2 separate regions of the Mus musculus genome follow, and region 1 is linked to region 2. A link is a contact called in public HiChIP or PLAC-seq data. All regions are on one chromosome and are shown on one strand. Each heading gives the region's core, a stretch centred on a gene start, on an enhancer-like site or on the middle of the called end of the contact. The rest is flanking DNA. Distances are from core to core; before and after follow the strand shown.

The links. HiChIP or PLAC-seq counts read pairs in DNA pulled down with a chosen protein or histone mark.
Region 1: an H3K27ac HiChIP or PLAC-seq map of embryonic stem cells shows a contact between it and region 2, with 19 read pairs. The contact joins the enhancer-like site here to the promoter of Slc2a8 in region 2. A contact is called at or near these places in 8 of 39 promoter capture datasets (the HPC-7 cell line, HPC-7-derived erythroid cells, embryonic stem cells and 4 more), 3 of 15 datasets of contacts at CTCF or cohesin (the G1E-ER4 cell line, large pre-B cells and pro-B cells), 16 of 484 Hi-C or Micro-C datasets (B cells, the G1E-ER4 cell line, the HL-1 cell line and 10 more), 5 of 115 datasets of contacts at active chromatin or transcription factors (the SCID.adh cell line and embryonic stem cells) and 4 of 9 other capture datasets (adipose tissue, embryonic stem cells, liver and 1 more).

Annotation. Positions count from the first base shown.
Region 1 is chr2:32,925,136-32,931,946 of GRCm38.p6, reverse strand. It overlaps Lrsam1 (leucine rich repeat and sterile alpha motif containing 1), which reads left to right. Exons shown (of 26, transcript NM_199302.3): 23 at 2,242-2,373; 24 at 3,214-3,295; 25 at 3,817-3,962; 26 at 5,046-6,732. The coding sequence ends at 5,171. Niban2 (niban apoptosis regulator 2) reads right to left here. Exons shown (of 14, transcript NM_146119.2): 14 at 6,694-6,811. Among named protein-coding and RNA genes, the nearest start is that of Lrsam1, 33 kb to the left of the region's middle. Within about 2 kb of position 3,521, at least 83 of the 459 cell types and tissues checked have an H3K27ac peak or open chromatin away from gene starts, as enhancers often do. A contact at or near this core is called in the HL-1 cell line, the SCID.adh cell line, adipose tissue and 4 more, where this site is marked.
Region 2 is chr2:32,978,003-32,984,002 of GRCm38.p6, reverse strand. Slc2a8 (solute carrier family 2, (facilitated glucose transporter), member 8) reads left to right here and starts at 1,920. Exons shown (of 10, transcript NM_019488.5): 1 at 1,920-2,045; 2 at 2,120-2,282; 3 at 2,436-2,642; 4 at 3,902-4,001. The coding sequence starts at 1,990.

The DNA.
Region 1 (6,811 bases), core at 2,272-4,771, 54 kb after region 2:
CTGCTGAGCAGGTGGGCGGGGCAGCTGCAGCTGTGCTCCCTTTGGGCTCATGCACTCAACACGCATGCGCAGGTGTGGTTTTGTTTTTTTTGTTTTTGTTTTGTTTTGTTTTTTGAGACAGGGTTTCTCTGTATAGCCCTGGCTGTCCTAGAATTCACTCTGTAGACCAGTCTGGCCTCGAACTCAGAAATCTGCCTGTCTCTGCCTCCCAAGTGCTGGGATTAAAGGCATGCACCACCACTGCCCAGCTGTGGTTTTGTTTTTGAGACAAGATCTCCCTGTGTAGCTCTGGCTGGCCTGGAACTCACAGAGATGCCCCTGCCTCTGCCTGCGGGGATTAAAGCTGTGCTCCAACACACCTGGCCTAACACACACAATGTTTTTGTTTGTTTGCTTTCTTTTTGTGAGACAGGGTCTCACTGTGTATCACTGGCTGGCCTAGAACTCAACATGTAGATCAGGCTGGACTGGAACTCACAGAGGTCCACATGTCTCCAACTTCTAAGTGCTGGGACTAAAATGTGCACCGTGGACAGCTTGGTTTGGGATTTTTATGAGACAATCTCACTTTACAGCCCAGGCTGTTTGCGAACATGCCATCCTCCTGTTTCAGCCTTCTGAGGGCTAGAGTGACAGGAGTGTGCCACCATGCCTGGCTTACGTTTGTATTTTATGTGTATGCCTGGTGTGTGTGTGCATGTTGCAGTAAGTGTACGATGTGTGCAGGTGTGTGCAGGTGTACAGGTGTCTGCAGGTGTGTGTAGGTGTACATGCAGTGACTGGAAGCGTTTTCACAGTCGCTGTCTTTTATTATTTTATGTGTGTGAGTGTTTTGCCTGCTTGTGTGTCTGCAGCTTGTACACCTGGTACCCATGGAGATCAGAAGAGGGATTGGCTCATGGATTAGCTCGTGGGGCTGGAGTTATAGGACAGGAGCCACGATGCTGGTGCTGGAAATCAAACCGGGTCTTCTGAAAGAGTATTAGTGCTCTCACCACTGAGCCCTCTCTCCAGTTCTTCACCTTTATCATTCATTTATTGCTTTGTTGTTGTTTTGAGGCAGGATCCCTCAGTGAGCCTGAGACTCGTTAGTTCAGGTACATCGGCTGGTCAGTGAGCTCCAGGGATAAACCCACGTCCAGTCCTAGGGGATAGCCTGGACAACTATGTCTGGTTTTGCGGCTTAAATTTTTAGTAAAAATTGACTCATTCTATAAATACTTTTTAAAAAAAGATTTATTAAGGCCGGGCGTGAAGGCACATGCCTTTAATCCCAGCACTTGGGAGGCAGAGGCAGGTGGATTTCTGAGTTCGAGGCCAACCTGGTCTACAAATTAAGTTCCAGGATAGCCAGGGCTATACAGAGAAACCATGTCTCGAAAAGAAAAAAAAAAAAAAAGATTTATTATATGTAAGTACACTGTAACTGTCTTCACACACACCAGAAGAGGGAGTCAGATCCCATTACAGATGGTTGTGAGCCACCATGTGGTTGCTGGGAATTGAACTCAGGATCTTCAGAAGAGCAGTCAGTGCTCTTAACCGCTGAGCCATCTTTGTTGTATTTTATTTTTGAGGAGCATCAGGCTCACAACAACAAAACAGTTAAGAAAGGTCCCGGCTGTCCTGGAGCTCACCCTGTAGGTCTACAGACTCACAGAGATCCACTTGCCTCTGCCTCCTGAGTGCTGGGACTAAAGTCTTGTGCCACTAAGCCTAGCCTAGATTTAGTTTTTACTTAATGTAAATCTATGTATGCCATGTGGATACAGGTAGTCTCTAGCCCAGAGGGCCTCAGGCCCCCTGGAACTGGAGTTAGAGAGTTGTGAGCTACATGCTGTGGCTGCTACGAATCCACCCTGGGTCTTCTCGGCCACTGAGCCTCACTCACACCATTCTGGTAGCTTGTTTTTCTCTCCTCTGTACTGACCGAGAGCTTCCAGCCCATGGCCACGCCTCTCCCCGTTGTTCTCAGTACCTGCCTGTGCCCGGTGTGTGGCCCACCCGGCTTCTTCAGCCAGCTCCCTCCGGAGCTGCATGTTTACGTGACTATTTCAAGTGTAGAACAGCAGTGAGCTCCCTGTGGGTGGATCTCCATACACTTAGCACACACCCTTCGGTGGGGAAGAGCCCAAGCACGCTTGTGTGTCATGCACTCTGACAGTCCCATCTTGAAACCAGTGTATCTTTGGTTCCCTCCACTCTAACACCCTTGGCCTTCCCCATGGGGCCATCCTGCAGGAAGAAGGCATGGAGCGACGGCTGGTGGCCCTGCTGGTGGAGCTTTCTGCAGAGCACTACCTGCCCCTCTTCGCCCACCACCGCATCTCACTGGACATGCTGAGCCGAATGAGCCCCGGAGATCTGGCTAAGGTGGGCAGCCATTGTCTTGGGGGAAGTCAGGAAGGCCCAGTGTGCCTGGACTCACTGTCACAAAGGGGGTATATTTGTTCAGTTTGTAGTGAGTCAAGGTCTGTCCAGGTCAGGTGACTCGAGCTTCTCATGGCCAGAACCGCTGCCCCATTGCCTCTGCTCACCTTTGCCCTCAGCCTGTGCAATGGTGTCACACAGTTATAGCTACGTCCTGAACACAACATGAGCTCCTTTTGTGGAGTTAATCCACCGGCACCTCCCTGGGACGTATACATGCCTGGCATCATTCTTAGTGTCTCACGGCAGCCCATGAACCGGGAACTTGACTCTGAGTGGTCTGGCCTCAGGGTCCCTGCTCTCATCCGTTCTGTTGTCCTGCCTCATCCAGGACAGTGCAGGGCCCATGCTTGGGGGCAGTTCCTGATGACCTTCGGATAGATGCAGGGTTCTGGGCTATGCGCCCAGGCTCTGGGGTGTCGGCTAGAAGGCTCTGACCCTGCTACTTCTCAGCAGAGGAGTTTCAGTAGCTCTCTGTCCTAAGGTCACCAGGCACAGTGACAGTAGTGTCAGGAAAGCATTCAGTAAACACACATGTCACAGGTTTCCTTTGGGGGCTCAGTTCTCCCCTCTGCCACAGAGGCCCGATTGAGCCACCTGCAGGGCTGTGGTTCTACCTTGCCTCATACTGACCACAAGGTCCAGGCCTCCCTGTTTCCAGTGAAGGTGCCGGAGGTGGAGGCTGAGGCAGTCCTATGGGCTGGACAGCATATGACAGCTTAGTAGAGGAGAGCTGGCTCCTTGCCCTCAGCCCTTGGTCTGCTTTTTCCTGTTTGGCCACAGGTGGGCGTCTCAGAAGCAGGCCTGCAACATGAGATCCTACGGAGAGCCCAGGACCTGCTAGCTGTGCCTAGGGTCCAGCCAGGTACTGACTCTAAGCTCTTTTCTGGGCTGTTCAGAGGCTGTACTTAGCAGTCTAGGGGCTACTGGCTCCAAGGCAGAGCTGTAGGCACAGTGTGGGCTATGCTGGGGGAGGACTGGGGACTGAGGAGGCAGCCTTGGGGCGGTCCCATTCTGCCATCACCTGATGGACCCATGCTGTTTCCTGAGGAGCCTGGTAAAGAAGCTCAGCCACTAGCCCAGGGCCTCTGTCCTGCAGTTCCACCACTGGGTGGCGATACGGCTCTAGGCATGCGATGTCCTCTCTCAGAGCCTCAGGCTTCTAAGGTTTTTCTCACCTCTGAGCTCCACAAGCAGAGTGTGTGGTAGCTGGGTGCTCCCATCTCACAGATGGACACGGAAGAATTAATGAGGCCGAGAGGGAGATCCTTCCCCTGCTCATGGACGGAGGCACCCCCTCTCCCCTCCACCCACCCCCGATTACTCACACAAGCTAAGACTGGGACCATCTGGGGATGGCTTAGCCTGTCCCTCTGATTTCTTCAGAGTTGAAACCACTCGAGAATGAGGTCCTTGGTGCCCTCGAGCCCCCCACAGCTCCCCGGGAGCTCCAAGAGTCAGTGCGACCGTCCGCCCCCCCAGCTGAACTGGACATGCCGACCTCAGAGTGTGTTGTGTGCCTGGAACGTGAAGTAAGTGTGGGGAGACACCAAAATGACCCATGTTCCATGACCCAGATATGCGCAATGCTGACATTGTCTAGAGTCCATTTTCCCCAGAGAAGGATTTTTCCCTCAGCTTATTAACTATATTAGGGAAAATTTCCTCAGGCATGACTCACCAAGAACATGGTTTTCCCGGCCAGGCCTTTGTAAGATTGTTGCAAAATTAACACTTATTGCAAAAAGTAAACATACCAGTGCTTAAAGCACAGGTCCTCCCTCCTGCACAGTTGCTAAGGGAGCCGGGGCAGGGCACGGCAGGTATGCCTGCAGCCGTACTTAATGAGAGATGAAAAAGGCAAAAGCCCTGTGAGTCTGAGGCTATGGAGCAAGACCCTGTGTCAAGAAACCCAAAAGGGGCTGGAGAGATGGCTCACACTCACTGCCCTTCCCTGTACCATGTCGGGTGGCTCATAACGTCAGGGGATCCCACACCCCCTTCTACACTTCCCGAGTAGAATACACACATGAGTTACTAAGGGGGCTGCTGTAGCAGCTCGGTAGCTCTCTGACCTTCAGCAGACTCCGGGGTGCTATGCGGCGGAGGGCACAGTGGTTAGAACTGTAACCAAGGCACTGTCCTCAGGCTCTGAAAGGGACTCCCAATTTCTTGATATGATACATGACTTTGAAGCAATTGGAGACTTCTCAGGCCATGTGCATACTGAGGGGTCTTGCTAAGACAGAGTCAGGGAACACATACGAGGCTAGTGACTATAAGGTGGAAGTCATTTTAGGCTAGGCATCATACTTTGGCAAGTGTGAACACAAAATAATTACAAATAGGTGGAGGGCCAGGTAAGCAGTACACGCCTGGCATCCCAGCTGGGGGTGGAGGCAGCTCAGTAGCAGGGCACTCAGCCTGGCATGCACTGGAGGAAAGAGCTTTTAGATTGTAGATATTTGAATGCTATTACAATCCATGGAAAAACAGGTACAAAACTGCCAACAGGCCTGACTAGGTTTTCACATCCACTGGCATCTCTCGGGGCTTTGATGTGGTCATGGCTCCAGAACTGAGCGGTCAGGATGTTGCTGCTGCTCTCTCCGCAGGCCCAGATGGTCTTCCTCACCTGTGGCCACGTCTGCTGCTGTCAGCAGTGCTGCCAGCCTCTGCGCACCTGCCCACTGTGCCGCCAGGAGATCTCCCAGCGCCTCCGGATCTACCACAGCAGCTGAAGGCACAGCACCTACCAGCCCTGGCCCTTCCTTGGTACCATCTCCACCACTGCTGGACTCCCACCTACCCTCATTCCCCAGACTAGGGCAAGACTGCCATAGGCCTTTGTCACCCACCACCTGCCACCCCGACCCCCACTGCTCTGAGCACTAGGCAGGCAGGTGGAATGTTCCTGGCCTGTGACATAGCTATTCTGAACAGTGAACAAAAGACAGGGCAAATCTGCTGGTGGTGGAGCCTTGGGGCAGGGGGCCAAGGTCCAGCGTAGGGAGGTGGCCCTGCAGGACTCAGGAATCCATGTTAGTAGCCAAGCCTCAGCGCTACACCCAGCTGTCTGCCCCTCCTGGAGGTGTCCATATCTGTGGAATGTATCAGCCATCCCGTCCTAAGGTGCACCAGTGTCTCTGGGAAGGGGTGGGTTGTGCAAGACTCCCCAGCACCCTTTTGCTTCTTTCTGAACACCCACCCTCCCATATCTGCATCCTTAGCCTACACAGGCAGGTTGATTCAAAACAGGAGCACCAGTAAATCTGACTCCTTGCAGAGTCACCCCTAGGTCCATGAGAACTTGGGAGGGGTAGGAGTAGGCAGAGTCCGGGGAGAGGGCAGCTCTTCTGGGGAAAAGGGCGAGAGCTGCTGCCCCTGGGTCAGAGGGAAGGCAACAGAAACATTGCCCCATGGAGAGTTAGGCAACACCCTCTTGAAAGAGGGCGAGGGGAACAGAGCCAGAGATGGGGGTCTCATTATTTATTTATAAGTAGCCTGTGCTCATGGGACAGGTTGTGTTCCTGCAATGATTATCCTAGGTGAGGGGGCTGCTGAGGCAACTGGAAGGCATGTTAACTTTCAGAGGGGCAGCCCACCCTCACCAGCTGTAGTGAAGGGTTCCATGTGACATGGCACCCTACTGCCCTCCCCAGTATAGTGTATATGGCCTACAGCATGTGCTCAACAAATATTACTACTTGACTGGCTCTGGGGGAACTAGACATTAGCACCTAGCTCAGGCCTGGAGGCCACCCTCATGGTGGACACATGGGACTGATGAGCCATCAGAAGGCTAGTCACCTGAAAGCTCTATGGCCTCTCCCCTTCTTTCTGAGCCTCAGTTTCTCCCTCTAAAATAGGGGATTGTAAGAATGAGTTAGAGAAAGAGGCCTCAGTACATTAGTTGTCATTTGGAAGTCTGGCTCCCCAGATCTCACAGAGCCAGGCCAGTACATGTAATCAAAGTACTGAGGAAGCTGAAGCCGGCAGACCCTGGGACTCACCAGTCAGCCAAGCTAACCGAGTTAGTGAGTTCCAGGCTAATGAGACCTCATCTCAAAACACGAGGCGGAATGATCCGAGATCCTTTGGCTTCCACATGCACATGTGAATTTGTACCTGTACACACGTGCAGGAACACACTCAGATCAGGGGCCTGGTAGCTCATATGATGAGCCCAAGAGATCTGGGATGAATGGATCCCTAGATACGGTAGGCCCAGATCTCCCCCACCCCAGCAGCACATGAGGAAATGAGCTTTAAATAAAGCGTTTATTGATGAGCAGAAGCTTACACAGTTTGCATAGATTCTTCATACCATATCTGGAAGGATGGTGGAAACCCCCAAGGCACTAGAGAACATGGAAAGAAG
Region 2 (6,000 bases), core at 671-3,170:
CATAGAAAGGGACGGGGGGGGGGGGGGCTTTCCTAGAGACAATATCTGGTCCAGATTGGGCAGGGATACCACTAGCCAATGGTTCCTAGGTGCCCATGACTCAGAAGTCTGGTGCTAGCTGGGCTTACTGTAGCATCCCTTCTACATAAGCCACTCTGCTGAGCCAGTCACTCGGGTACAAAGTACCCAGTCTGGATACAATTCATCCATGACCTTTACTCTGCAGACATCAGAAACCTGATGCCTATTGGGAAAAAAAGAGAGAAGAGCAGGTGATTTCAAAGCAGTGATAAGATCTATCACCCAAGCAGGAAACTTCGTAGAAGGACAAGCCGGTATTGCCCGCCCGCCTTTAAGAATAGTCTTGTGGGCTGGTGAGATGGCTCAGTGGGTATGAGCACCCGACTGCTTTTCCAAAGGTCCGGAATTTAAATCCCAGCAACCACATGGTGGCTCACAACCATCCGTAAGGAGATCTGACTCCCTCTTCTGGAGTGTCTGAAGACAGCTGCAGTGTACTTACATATAATAAATAAATAAATCTTTAAAAAAAAAAAAAAGAATAGTCTTGTGATCAAAACTTCAAACTGCTGGTTGCTACAATTGGGTGGCTGCAGTAACGTAAAACCACTGTACAGACGGGATGGGCATTTTAAGGCTTAGCCTGCTCACAGCCCTCTAGAGATGAAGACACCCAGGCACAGAGAGGGACTAGGTGCCTCTCACTGGTTCTTTCTACATCTGTACGGATGAAGCTGCCACAAAGGTAGCGATTAAGCAGAGCAGTAGAGGCACACAATCACAGGGAGACTCGGGGCGGGAGGACAATAGAGATAATTACCATGATCGTGGGGTAACCAGGGAACAAGGGAATCACTAAGTTCCACTCTGTCCCACTTCTGGAATGGGGGACCTTGCCTGACAGGGTCCTCATCATCTCAGAATTCTAGACATTTGTAGCACTCATGATGAAGGTGAGCTGCTACCAGAAGCACCAGGTCAATGTCAGAAAGTCCAAGGATAGGAACAGGTGGCCCAAGAGAGTTTTCTTGGAGCCTTTTCACCCTGACGCTCTCTGAAGCAGAAGTCAAAGTTGGGGAGGAGCCTATTCCAGGGAACTGTGGGTAGTAAGGGTGGGAAGTCTTTCGGGAGCCAGTGTGATCCATCGCTGACCCACTACTACCCTCATTAGTGGAGGCTAGATTTAGAGACAATTCCATATAAAAATTAAAATAAAATAAAAGTAAAAATATAAAGGATGGCTCAATGCTTACGAACACTTGTTCCAGCAGAGGGCTCAAGCATGCACACACATGGCTCACAACAATCTCTAACTCCAGTTCCGTAGGATCTGATGATGCTTTCTGAATTCTACAAGCACCAGGAATGCATGGGACACACACACACACACACACACACACACGTGAACATGTAAACAACACTCATACAAATAAAGTTTAAATAAAAGCAAAAGAAACCACCAAAATAGGGGCAGCGAGATGACTCTGCTTGTAAGGTGTTTGCCCTCAAGCTTGACGACCTCCGTTCGATCCGGAGGATCCACTTGGTGGAAGGAAAACAAACTCAGGGAAGTTTACTTCGAACGTGCACAGGCACACTGTCACCTCTGTCCATCCCCCCCCCCCCCACTCCCTCCAGCCCCCAATAGATGATTAGAGGGAAAAACAAAAACAAAACACCCAAACAATCTTTCCATTCTCATTGGCAAGCTCAGACCTGATGGGCCACGCCTTCAGACTCACACCACACTCCAATTGGACAGTCGTGCCTGGGTCCCGGACACAGCTCCCTGCAAACCTTTACTTGGGTCGCTGGCGTAGTTCAGCTCCATTGAGCTTTGCAACCGGCTCTGTACTTCCATTGGCCAGCTCTGGTTGGGGGCCGGGTTCTAGCATCCCATTGGTCACTCCTGCAGCGGAGGCCGCGCTCGCCCGAGCGGCGACAGTTCGCGGGTCAGGTCCTGCTGACATGTCTCCCGAGGACCCCCAGGAGACGCAGCCGCTATTGCGGCCACCGGAAGCCAGGTGAGGACTCCCAGGGGCCGCGGTCACTCTCTCACGCCCGGCGACACCGCTCACGCCCCGCCTTGTACCCGTAGGACTCCCCGCGGCCGCCGGGTCTTCCTCGCTTCCTTCGCCGCCGCTCTGGGACCCCTCAGCTTCGGCTTCGCGCTCGGCTACAGCTCCCCCGCCATCCCCAGCCTGCGGCGCACCGCACCCCCGGCCCTGCGCCTCGGAGACAATGCGGCCTCCTGGTTCGGGGTGAGCCCTCTGGGGAGTCCTGGGTCCCCCACTCTCTGCCGCACCCCAGGATCCTCCTCATTCTCTTTCCTCTGAGACTAGGGGGCGTGGGGTGGAAGGATCGTGGGCCATGGCCCCTGGTGGCCTCCTCTTCAGCCCGTCCCGGGTCCCCAGGCCGTCGTGACCCTGGGCGCTGCTGCAGGGGGCATACTGGGCGGCTGGCTCCTGGACCGTGCAGGGCGCAAGCTGAGCCTCTTGCTCTGCACCGTGCCCTTCGTGACTGGCTTTGCTGTCATCACCGCGGCCCGGGATGTGTGGATGCTGCTCGGAGGCCGCCTCCTCACCGGCCTTGCCTGCGGAGTCGCCTCACTAGTGGCACCGGTGAGTGGTTTGAGCCTCCTAGATGACCTTTGCCAGGCAGGGGGCAGCCGGTCAGCAGCGAGGCAGTTCCTTACTGATCTTTTACTCTACTATGGTGGTGTCACTGTATGCTAGGCAGCGATAACGGGAATGCCCCTATTTTCTTGTTAACTGGGCAGTTCTACTCTGGTTTGTCCCTAGGATAGGCTGCAGGCTCCCTTCACTGCTTGCAGTGAAGGCTACATATACCTTGCAGCCCACACACCTGGACCACTTACCTGGACACAGGCTTCTCTCCCAGCCTCAGTGCCCCCCTGTAAAGTAAGGCCTAGTCCCGAGGTGGTTTCGGCCTTTGCACAGGAAACTGCTGGCCCGGGATAGTGTCTGAAAAGATTTAGACCCTAGCAACTGAGGGTCACCAGCAACCTGTGGCTACACACTTGGATGACCACCCATCCCTCCTTCACTTCCATGGCCTCCTGCTTATCCTCTTCATCTGTTGGAGGCGTGAAGGAGCTAGAGGAAAGGGAGACTGGGGACCTGTGGGTTGTTTTTGTTTTGTGTTTGTTTGTTTTTACTAGAGCATAAAGTATAGGATAATCTAGAAGTATGTATGGATAATGTCTAGTGACTCCTGAGATTAGAAGTGATGGCACCCCTGTTAGGACTGGGCTGAACAAGGACACATCAGACAGCAAGGGAGAAGTCTTTCGTTCTAACTCACATCTGTGCATATTAAATGTGTGCTGGGCTGGGCCTGGTGGCACATGCCTGTAATCCCAACACTTGAGGGTTAAATACATGAAGATCAGGAATTCAAGGTTTTCCTCAGCTCGGGAAGCTAGCCTAGGCTTCATGAAACTCTATCTCAATCAATCAATCAAGCAAGCAAGCAAGCAAGCAAACCAGGGTAGGAAAGCTCTGCACTCCTCTCTCAGTGCTCACACACATAATGGCAACCCATTACCCACAATCCTCTTTAAAACTCTGCGGGAAACCGGGTGGTGGTGGCGCACGCCTTTAATCCCAGCACTTGGGAGGCAGAGGCAGGCGGATTTCTGAGTTCCAGGCCAGCCTGGTCTACAGAGTGAGTTCCAGGACAGCCAGGGCTACACAGAGAAACCCTGTCTCGAAAAACCAAAAAAAAAAAAAAAAACAAACAAACAAACAAAAAAAAAAAATCTGCAGGAAATGGGGAGGGGCACTCTGCTGGCCTATAGCGTACAGTTAAACCTTTCCTTTCAAAGAGCCAAGTAAAATCTCACCTTAACCACCAATAGGTTTACATCTCGGAAATCGCCTACCCAGCTGTCCGAGGACTGCTCGGCTCCTGTGTGCAGCTGATGGTTGTCACTGGCATCCTCCTGGCCTATGTGGCAGGTAGATTTGTGTGCTTTCTTTGATCCCTGTTAGAGGCTATGCGGTCACTCTGGAAACTGAGGTTCACAGAGGACAAGAGTTTGCCTGGTGCTGCTGGTCAGGGTGCCAGGTTCTCGGTCACACAGCTTGGAGGGCTGGGGGGAGGGGCCTGGTAACCCGGTGCCAGGAAGAACTAGAGCAGGTGGTTTCTCTGTCCCAGAATCCCACCGCGCTGTGGAGGGAGTCAGGGGGTTCCAGTGCAAGGAAGGGTGGGATATAGGGAAACACTTTAGCTCAGTCACTTGGGGAGCTGGAGTTTCTGCATGCTGGCACTGAGTTCTCAGGAGAATGTCACATAAAGGAGGCTGCTCCCCAAAGATGAGGGGCAGAGCTGGTGGCCTGGGGAGGCTTTAGAAATTACCTCCTTGTAATATTTATTCTTTTAAACTTAACAAACATTTATACCAATAAAGACATGGGAGGTGTTAACTGAGACCTGTGAGCTCAATGAGGTGATTTTATTTTCTCAACTATGTACAAAATGTCGAGTTATAAGCCTACAACTAAACTGCTCGCTCTTTAGAAATCCCTTAGCTTCTCCTTCCTAGAATACTGATTTACCTGTGTCCTGCCACTGCTTCTCTGTGGCTCTTGCAAGCCCAAAGAGGGGATCTCTGTCTCTGTCTCTCTCTCTCTTTTTTTTTCTTTTTTGGTTTTTCGAGACAGGGTTTCTCTGTGTAGCCCTGGCTGTCCTGGAACTCAGAAATCCACCTGCCTCTGCCTCCCAAGTGCTGGGATTAAAGGCGTGCGCCACCACGCCCGGCAGGATCTCTGTCTCTTATCTGGAGCTCTTCCCATGAAGTTCTTCCAAGCCAAAAGAAAGAGTGAGAGCCAGTGAGAGAGATTGTTCTCAGAGGTCCAGGTCCTCCCTGTCCCCTTGGCAGGCCGAGCCACATCTCCTTCACAGCTAAGCCCAGCCAGTAGGGGTTGTACTATTTTGCCTTGTAAAATATGGGGGGAGGTATCCCAGGCTATCCAGCTGACCCGCTTTACAGAGCAAAGGCCTCACGACTTCTCCCAAGCCACTTATCTTAAAATAGGAAGGATCTTTCCACTCTTTAGCATTCTTATCTATGGAGGCTTTGAGAGACACACCCTAACTGCATCTCTTCTGGACATATCCAGTGCATCTGACAAACTAAGCATTTTATAATTTTGCTAACAAGTGGGTTTTTATGTACAATAAACTAATATCCTGTAATATCTCACTAGGCGTGGAGCCTTCAGACCTGACACATGGCCACCTGCTGGGTTTCACTGCCCCTCCCCCCAGCTTCATTCTCACCCCCACATCTCCAGAGCTGTTAGGACCAGGTGATTAGTAGCGTATGAAAAGTGCCTGCTAACGCATCCCCAGTGAGAACTGGGGTCGGGGCACTGACAGGCTTCACCTAGTTTGCGGTGCGCACACTGGCTCTTCCCGGTGGACCTTACACAGGTCCCGGTCTTTCATTTTTAACTCCCTTATTGTCCTGGCTCTTCAGTGTCTTGCCAGCAGCTTGGCTGCCTTGGGAGCCCTCTAGGGGACTAGAGCCCCTACTATGAACAGATGTTGTCATCGTCCTGTGGAGATAGTCGGTGTCTATCAACCACAGTGTTAACTCCAGTGTGGCTTCATACTGCCTTGCATTGATCCTATGGTGTCCTTTTGACCCACTGCTATGAGTTAGCTGTGACAGCAGAAAGTGACACGGTGGGAACAGTAGTGCCTCAGTCACTAGACTTTGTGGGGCCAGCTATAAGCTCCTTACTGCTGAAGTGAACAGATGCTCACAGGCTGACCTCTGACCTCCCCATGAGTGCTGTACCCTGAATGCCCATGCACCCACACTCTGTTCTAGCTACTTTTCTATTGCTGTGGCAAGACACCATGACCAAAGGCCATCTATATATAAATGTAAACATTTAATTTGGGGCTTGTAGTTCCAGAGGATCCATCACCTCTGGATCCCCATAATGG